Linked DNA regions of Mus musculus: region 1 is linked to region 2. A link is a contact called in public HiChIP or PLAC-seq data. All regions are on one chromosome and are shown on one strand. Each heading gives the region's core, a stretch centred on a gene start, on an enhancer-like site or on the middle of the called end of the contact. The rest is flanking DNA. Distances are from core to core; before and after follow the strand shown. Region 1 has its middle 13 kb from the start of Gm42129. Region 2 holds the start of Tmem150cos (transmembrane protein 150C, opposite strand).

What was found. HiChIP or PLAC-seq counts read pairs in DNA pulled down with a chosen protein or histone mark.
Region 1: a contact with region 2 is called in an H3K4me3 HiChIP or PLAC-seq map of embryonic basal ganglia, with 4 times the contacts expected there. The contact joins the enhancer-like site here to the promoter of Tmem150cos in region 2. A contact is called at or near these places in 7 of 39 promoter capture datasets (the 3T3-L1 cell line, the HPC-7 cell line, cranial neural crest and 2 more), 4 of 484 Hi-C or Micro-C datasets (epidermal suprabasal cells, hematopoietic stem and progenitor cells, neural stem cells and 1 more), 11 of 115 datasets of contacts at active chromatin or transcription factors (craniofacial prominence, double positive thymocytes, embryonic basal ganglia and 7 more) and 1 of 9 other capture datasets (adipose tissue).

The regions. Positions count from the first base shown.
Region 1 is chr5:100,264,678-100,268,964 of GRCm38.p6, reverse strand. It overlaps the pseudogene Gm8091. Among named protein-coding and RNA genes, the nearest start is that of Gm42129, 13 kb to the left of the region's middle. Within about 2 kb of position 2,099, at least 23 of the 459 cell types and tissues checked have an H3K27ac peak or open chromatin away from gene starts, as enhancers often do.
Region 2 is chr5:100,076,403-100,080,486 of GRCm38.p6, reverse strand. It overlaps Tmem150cos (transmembrane protein 150C, opposite strand), which reads right to left and starts at 2,525. Exons shown (of 5, transcript NR_045993.1): 1 at 2,347-2,525. Tmem150c (transmembrane protein 150C) reads left to right here. Exons shown (of 8, transcript NM_001382851.1): 8 at 426-2,615. The coding sequence ends at 634.

The sequences.
Region 1 (4,287 bases), core at 850-3,349, 190 kb before region 2:
CTTACCCACTGAGCCATCTCTCCAGCCCTTTATTGATTTTTTTATTCTTGGAAAATTTCACACATATATACAACATATCTTGGTCGTATGCATCACCTCACATCTCCCTCCAAACTTCATCTTCTCCTTCCTCTCCCCTCCCCCCATACACGCCCCACCCCCTCCCCATTCCTGCTGAAGAGGTCAGCTCAGGAACTTTTGAAAATTCTACCAGGCCCCTCCCCTCCTGGAAGAGAAAGGTCATGGGAGCCCCTCCCCTCTGGTAGGGAGGGGCTAATTACATTCCTCAGACAACAGGGAGGAGGGACCAACCACAAGCCACCTGTAGGTACGGGAGGCCCAGGGCTCATAGACACATTCCAAGACTGTTGGCCACCTACTTCATTCCCTAAAGACAGATCAGCTTAAAAGTCACATTGTCCTGCCAATCACATTGTACCCAGTGGCTGCTGCCTTGAGAACTGTATAAAGGCTCACTGGATGGGCTGTGTGTGGTCTTTTTCTCTCTCTCTCTCTCCATGTGCAGGGCGACCCCAACATGTTGGAACAATAAATTCCTCTTTCTTTTTGCATCAATTCCCTGCTCTGAGCTGTTCGTTCACTCAGGGAGTCCCGATAAACTAAGGCTAGACAGAGTCTTATACTGCCTTTACACGTTTGAGGGTGGGGTCATCCACTCAGACGTGGGTGATCTATCGGTAGCCACTCCTCAAAGAAAAGTGATCCTCCCACCTCCAGCAGCCATCAGGAGCCAGTAGCTCCCCTGCTAGAGCTGAGGGTTTGTAAGTCCTTCCCCTACCCATCCAAACCAGCATTAATGCAAACCTTTAAAATGCTTTTGTGGGGCTGGGAAGTGGCCCAGTTTATAAGGTGCCTGTTGGACAAGCATGAGGACCCAAGTTTGAATCCCCAGAACCCACTTTAAAACATAGAGGAGTGGCTCATGCCTGATGCCTGTAACCCAGCACAGGGGTAGAGGCGGGAGGGAAGGACAGGTATACAGGAAGTTCACTGCCCAGCCGAGTAGCAGGATTGGTGAGCTCTCGATTCAATAAAATACTCTGCCTCAAAAACAGAAAGGTGGAGAGTAACTGAGGTGATAGACCTAAGGCCAGCCTTTGGCTCCGTGTGCGTGTACATCACACACACACACACACACACACACACACACACATTAACAAGTACAGCTCCCTCCCAATAACATGCTTTTAAAAAGGATCATCCAGGAGTGCCGGCTTATACCTTTAATTCCAGGAAGCCGAGGCAGATGGATGGCTGCAAGTTTGAGGTCGACTTGGGCAACATAGTGGGTTTGAGGCCAGCTTGGGCTACACAGTGAGGCTTCCTTTAAACACTCTAAATAAGATCCAACATCTCTTTACCCCTTTGCAGACTTTAAATTTTGTCAGCAAACACCTTTCGAGTCACTAAGATTGGCTTCTAAACTCCCTCCAGCTTCTAAGTCCTGGCGTAGGTGGAGTATCCTATCAAGACAAGTGCCAGCGGCCGGCAGCTAGCCTCTCAGAAGTACCTGCCAGATGGCAGACACCTGTGCCAGGCCCCCGGTGGGGACTTTCCGGACCAGGTTTTACAGATTGTAAGCATCATCTGTAAGTGAATTAGTGCTGACTCAGTATTAACGGTGGGGGAAGCACTGAAGGGTCTCCCAGGCTATCCCGTACAGTGTTGGCATATGAGCTGGACTAGCAGAGCCCTGAGATGATTGATTTCCAGTGACTTACAACTCCCAGGAGGTGGGCAGTGAGCCGTTTCCTATTTGACTTCTTGACAGAAGGATGCCTTTACCCAGAGTGCACTCTGGCACACTCACGCAAACGATCTCTCCCCTCTCCCAAGCCTGCCTGTCTCAGCAGATACGTTGACATGTTAGGACTGGTTTCCTTCCCACTACTTACTGGAAGCTCAGACAAGTTATGAATAGAAGCAGAATTCCCTTTGGCTGGGTTTTGAGCCCACCTGGAATGCTCTTTTGGACTTTTAAGCAACCAGAAAAAATTGAATTACAGAATGTAACAGCCACACTGTGTCTGCTCAGGAGCGAACATCTGTTTCCAGGGGTGCCAGGGGAACCCCAAGCACTGATCTGTTTTCATCTCTGGGAAAGAGGCACGCTCTGAGCTGTGTGAGGCGAGCTCAGAGCTATGTGCAGCCTGCCTTCCCTCTTGTCAACAGTGGAACGCAGCCTGAGTCGAAGGAACACTCAGCTTGTTTTCTTTTGAGGCAGGGTCTCACTGAAGCCCAGGTTGGCCTTGAACAAATGGTAATCCCGTGTTAGTCTTCAGAGTGTGCCAACATGCCCAGCAGAAATTTGTTTTGATCATGAAATAAAGCAGAAGAAGAATAGTTTCATCCAGGCGGGCTGCTTCAGAGCGGGCTGCTTCCGAGGTACACTGCCTTTGCCCGAGTCCCTTGTGGCATGAGGAGTGACAAGTGTGGAGAAGAATCTCTAAGTGATCAGGGTTGTTCACCAGGGACCTTGGTTAGGGACACCATCCTTGGTTAGGGCAGAGGACTGGTGTAAGACAGTGCACTGCACACCAGCTGACACGATTGTCATTGGTGCTATGAAAACATACAGGAGCAGAAACAAGAAGATGTTCAGTGATGGGCTGAGTCTCAGTGCTTTGTGTGGTTCCACAGGGCAGGGCTAACCACAGAGCTCAGGACACGGCCCACGGCAGAGCTCCTCAGGACAGGGCTCACCGCCGAGCTGGGACGATTCTTTTATATGTTTTTCTTTCTTGATTATGTTTTAATTTTTAAAAATGTCAAGCTCAAAAAAAATTTCAAGGGAGGTGTATTGAACCACTGTATAACTTTACCTATGACTGCCAGCTTTAAACCTCTGGTTGAATTTTGAATATTTGGTATATGTGTGTGTGTGTGTAAGTTTGTGTGTGTTTGTATGTGTTGGTGCTTATGTGTGCATGTGTTTGTGTGTGTGCGTGTGTGCATGCATGTGGTGCTTGTGTGTGCATGTGTTTGTGTGCGTGTGTATTCATGTGCTTGTGTGTGTGTGCATGTGTGTGTGTGTGATATGCATAGGAGCACTTTTTCCTAAGCCATCTGGATGTTAACAACACACTCACCACCTTTCCATCTCAAAACTGCACGTCTAAGTACAAGTGCATTCCCTACATACCTCAAAACAACAACAAACTAGGAGTTTTAATGATCATATGACTACTATCTACTGTACAGACCACAGTCAAATCCCCCCGTATCCCAGCAGTGCCCATCATCAATGCTTACTGTTGTGACAATCCTGATTGAGCATCTCTCCTCTGCTTTGTAGTCCTGGCCATAGAGCCCAGGGCCTTCATGCCAGGCAAGTACTTTTAAGATGGGACTTTTCGGTTCAGGAAGATAAGGACTTTTTCAACAACAGTCTGCTTCCTTTCTCTTCCTTACAAGAGAGAAATCCGTACATCTGATAGAGCATTAATTCATCTCTCAACCCTGCCAGAGACACTTCTATTTGCAGATGAAAATTAACACAGAGAGTTAGACCTAGCCAAAGCTCAGGTGAGAAGGGATTGCAGAATGCTCAGCCCTAGATGGGACATGTATACTTCACCCCCTCTTCCAAGGCGGCTCAGAGGTCGTTGTGGAAAGGGGGGCATAACAGTGTAAGGCCAGAGACAGTGGGTGGCTATGAGGAAACGGTGTGTTCTGAACACGCAGGGCAGCTGCACACGGGGACTCACAGTGGTTGTGACACTGTCTATAAGACCTATGCAAGCCTAAACCAGACTAAATGGCTATCTTGCCAAAAGCAATCTACAGATTCAATGCAATCCCCATCAAAATTCCAACTCAATTCTTCAACGAATTAGAAGGAGCAATTTGCAAATTCATCTGGAATAACAAAAAACCTAGGATAGCAAAAAGTCTTCTCAAGGATAAAAGAACCTCTGGTGGAATCACCATGCCTGATCTAAAGCTTTACTACAGAGCAATTGTGATAAAAACTGCATGGTACTGGTATAGAGACAGACCAGTAGACCAATGGAATAGAATTGAAGACCCAGAAATGAACCCACACACCTATGGTCACTTGATCTTTGACAAGGGAGCTAAAACCATCCAGTGGAAGAAAGACAGCATTTTCAACAATTGGTGCTGGCACAACTGGTTGTTATCATGTAGAAGAATGTGAATCGATCCATACTTATCTCCTTGTACTAAGGTCAAATCTAAGTGGATCAAGGAACTTCACATAAAACCAGAGACACTGAAACTTATAGAGGAGAAAGTGGGGAAAAG
Region 2 (4,084 bases), core at 1,276-3,775:
TTTCAGAGGACCAGGGTTCAGTTCCCAGAATGCATGTGGGGCGCATAACCACTCATAATTCCAGTTCCTGAGACCTAATGCCCTCTTCTGAATATCAGACCGATCAGGTGTAGCCCATTAGTTTGTCCTTGGGGGTGTGATAGGTGGCCAAGATTGGTGGATTGTGTAAATCCACCAACTCGTGCCTGTATGAGTGACTTCCAGCAAGCTCCCCACTTGGCCTCCATTTCTTGACTCTCAGTGATGTTACAGGAGATCATCTGTGAACACATCTAGAAGCATGCCCAGCGCGGCACACAGCTCAATACAGTCTAATACCACATGCAATTATCAGCTTCAGCGAGCCCTGCTGCTGTTAGCTTGCCCAGTGATGGGAAGACTAATGTGGTTATGCCCGATTACCTTCCTTAACTCCTGTGCCCTAGATTTCATCCTGATGGCCCAAGATATCCACATGTACGCAGCCAGGGTCCAGTGGGGCCTGGTCATGTGCTTCCTGGCGTACTTTGGCACCCTGGCTGTGGAGTTCCGGCACTACCGCTATGAGATTGTGTGCTCCGAGTACCAAGAGAACTTCCTGAGCTTCTCAGAAAGCCTGTCAGAAGCTTCTGAATATCAGACGGATCAGGTGTAGCAACAGTTTGTCCTTGGGGGTGCGGTGGGTGTGGCAACAGGGGAGGGGCCAGGAGGATACACTCACGGGACTCGACACATCACCTCACGATGCTTTTCACACACACACACACACACGGATGCACACTCACGGCCATATCTGACAGAAGAGCTTTTCAGGGCAGGTTACTTCTTTCTTGAACAAGCACAAGCCCTCATGTATGGAAATACACGCTGTCACACCGAAAACATGCACGACAGAGCCAGAAGCTTGTGCATGACCACCTCCCCGCCCCCCACGCCCTCCCAGCAGGCCTTGCGCTTCTCATCCTTTTCCCGGTTCCAACCTGGCATCTTCCTCCTGCAAAGTAAGGCCGGCCGAATGTAAAGTGAGAGTCAAGCCAGCTCCCTAAGTCGCCTTCAGGTTGGAAGGGTTTGAGGCGAGCACGAGGGGAACTTGAGTGGAAACCTAGGAGCATCTGGCTGCATGCACCCCGCACTAAAGCTGGCCGTGGCCTGAGAGGCGTGGGCAGAGCTTTCCCATCAGTCTGACATCATCACTGTTCAGCGGTCGGCTTTGTGGATCCAGAGAGAGAAGCATGCTACAGAGAGTGAGCGGGAAAGAAGCCGGCCACCAGCATTTGGACTTGAGTCACTCTGCCTGAGGAAGATCTCCAAACGTGAATGCTACCGGGGACAGTCAGCCGCGAATGGCACGAGGTACGGCTGAGAGGGCGTGGCTTGGTTTTTCCTTCCACAGTGCATCACCCACAGTTCCAGTTTGCATTTTCTTTTTGAAGTGCCACTCTCACGGGTCTATGTAGGCCTCGTGGGCAAAGGTGTGGACCAAAGGCAAGAACCTTGTTTTGGCTTCAAGTATGAAAGGGGTATACGTGCAAGCTTAATTTATATCTGAAGAAATAATAAGAAAAAAAGATTCTCGAAGAATCGCAAAAGAAATCTACATGGAGGTGAAAGGTATGAGGGCTCTGAGGAAAGACAGGAGGTTAGCCCTCTTGCTGCTAGTCCAACCCAGGGGAGATTTTAACATCCGTGTGTTGCTCAAATTTTATAGTTTGAGGACTGGGGACTTTAAATTAAATTTGGAAGTTATAGAAGCAAATTAAAAACATCGCCCTCCCGCAAATCACATTGGCACAAATGGAGCTGCAATACTGCTAAGCTGTTCGGAGATGAGCCCAGAGGTGCAGGAGTTCAAGGCCATCCTAGATCCCTGTGCCAACAACAGAGTGCCAAGTGCACAAGCACCCCCTCCCCCAACCAAGTGCACAAGCACCCCCTCCCCAACCAAGTCACAAGCACCCCCTCCCCAACCAAGTCACAAGCACCCCCTCCCACATTGTTTCAAAAAACTCTCCAAACTCCTAGGGGGCTCAGACAGCCCGGAATGTAATGTGGAAAACGTTGTTTTGTAAATTCACCCTGAAGTATAGCTTCCCAAGGAAGGGTTCAAATGCTAAATCTCCGCCCCCCAGCATAGCGCCGAGCACGAGCACACAGTAAATGTCCAAATGAACAGATTTGCTGCTCGTTTCTGAGTGGAGGTGAGGAGCATCAAAGAGATTCAGAGACAAACGACAGAGTGGAAGACAGAGTGAAGAAGGAGGGGGAGGACTCATCACTACAGGGCAGGGCAGGGCAGGGAGTGAAAAGCCCCCAGTGGTGTGAGAAAGCCTCGAGTAGAGTATTCTCTTATTAAAAAAGGCGTCTTACCGTAAATACTCCAGGGGGATGTCTGTTAGTTTTGAAACTGCTATGAGGTTTCTCTTCTTTCCTCCTTTTCACTTTTCTATTTTAAAGATTTTTATCAAAGAACAAACGGTTTTATTTTACTCTCCACACTCCAAGTAAAGAGCTTTCGGTGACACACTTCTCTGCGTTCTTAAGAGTGTGCAGCAGCAGCAGCGGCAGCAGCAGCATCCAGCCAATACTGACATTACTCACTGGGACCTGGCCACTGAATAAAGGGGTTTTATGCTAAATCCTGACTTCCTTGTTTCTTACACTAACAGTTCTTCGTGGGTGTGCACGTACACGTCCGTGCTTGCTGTGGATAGCTTGCAGAACACGTTCTTTAATGCTCATTCTATTGTGACGGATACAGTTCAGGATCAGTCAAATGGAAGAGGTGCATGGGTGAAGAAGGCAGGCCTGGGGCTGGCTCCCTTGCCCTCAGTGCACCCCAGGCTCTCCATCCCAGCTGCCCCCCAACCTCCCGGAAGTAGGTAGGCTGGAGGTCTAAGCACCTGGTGAGCAGCCTCATCCTAAAGTTACCTCAGTAGCATGAAGTCTGGTACAAACAGAAGATGTTCATTATGAATAAAACACTGCTGTTCTGTCCTATGGGTGTTAGGAATTCCATGGCAGGAATGGAATCGAAAGCCAAACATCTTGTCTGAGAAAATATTTTTTGTACAATAAAGTTTTAGCATATTCTTTCTCTCCTCCCTGATCTTCCCCACCCCCACGTCCAATTTCTCTCTTCATAAGAAGCTAAAATCAAAGCAAACTAAAAAGAAAACCAGTAAGGCAAAACGCAGTGTCTTAGTCAGGGTTTCTTTTTTTTTTTTTTTTTTTAAAGATTTATTTATTATATGTAAGTACACTGTAGCTGTCTTCAGACACTCCAGAAGAGGGCGTCAGATCTTGTTACAGATGGCTGTGAGCCACCATGTGGTTGCTGGGATTTGAACTCTGGACCTTCGGAAGAACAGTCGGGTGCTCTTACCCACTGAGCCATCTTACCAGCCCCTTAGTCAGGGTTTCTATTCCTGCACAAACATCATGACCGAGAAGCAAGTTGGGGAGGAAAGGGTTTATTCAGCTTACACTTCCATGCTGCTGTTCATCATCAAAGGAAGTCAGGACTGGAACTCAAGCAGGTCAGGAAGCAGGAGCTGATGCAGAGGCCATGGAGGGATGTTACTTACTGGCTTGCTTCTTCTGGCTTGCTCGGCTTGCTTTCTTATAGAACCCAAGACTACCAGCCCAGGGATGGCACCACCCACAAGGGACCCTCCCACCTTGATCACTAATTGAGAAAATGCTTTACAGCTGGATCTCATGGAGGCATTTCCCCACCTGAAGTTCCTTTCTCTGTGATAACTCCAGCCTGTGTCAAGTTGACACAAAACCAGCCAGTATGCAGAGATCTCACAAAAGGACGTGGGGTGTTTGTGTGTACGTGTGTTAGCACATGGAATCTGCCCAGTTGTGTTGTTGACATACCCAATGACACTCCATTTGAGGAAGCTGTGTGTCCCAGAAAATACCAGTTATGGGTATCTTCCTGGTTAGGAGTAGGAAGGACTTTTTGTCTGCTCTCCTTCCTCAGGGCTGGGATGTTGTCTGGTTTGAACCTACACAGGCCTTGTGTCACTGTCACCGGCTCTGAGTTCACATGTGTGTTCTAGACATCAGTTCTATGGTGTCTAGAAACAGTTTCTTTGGG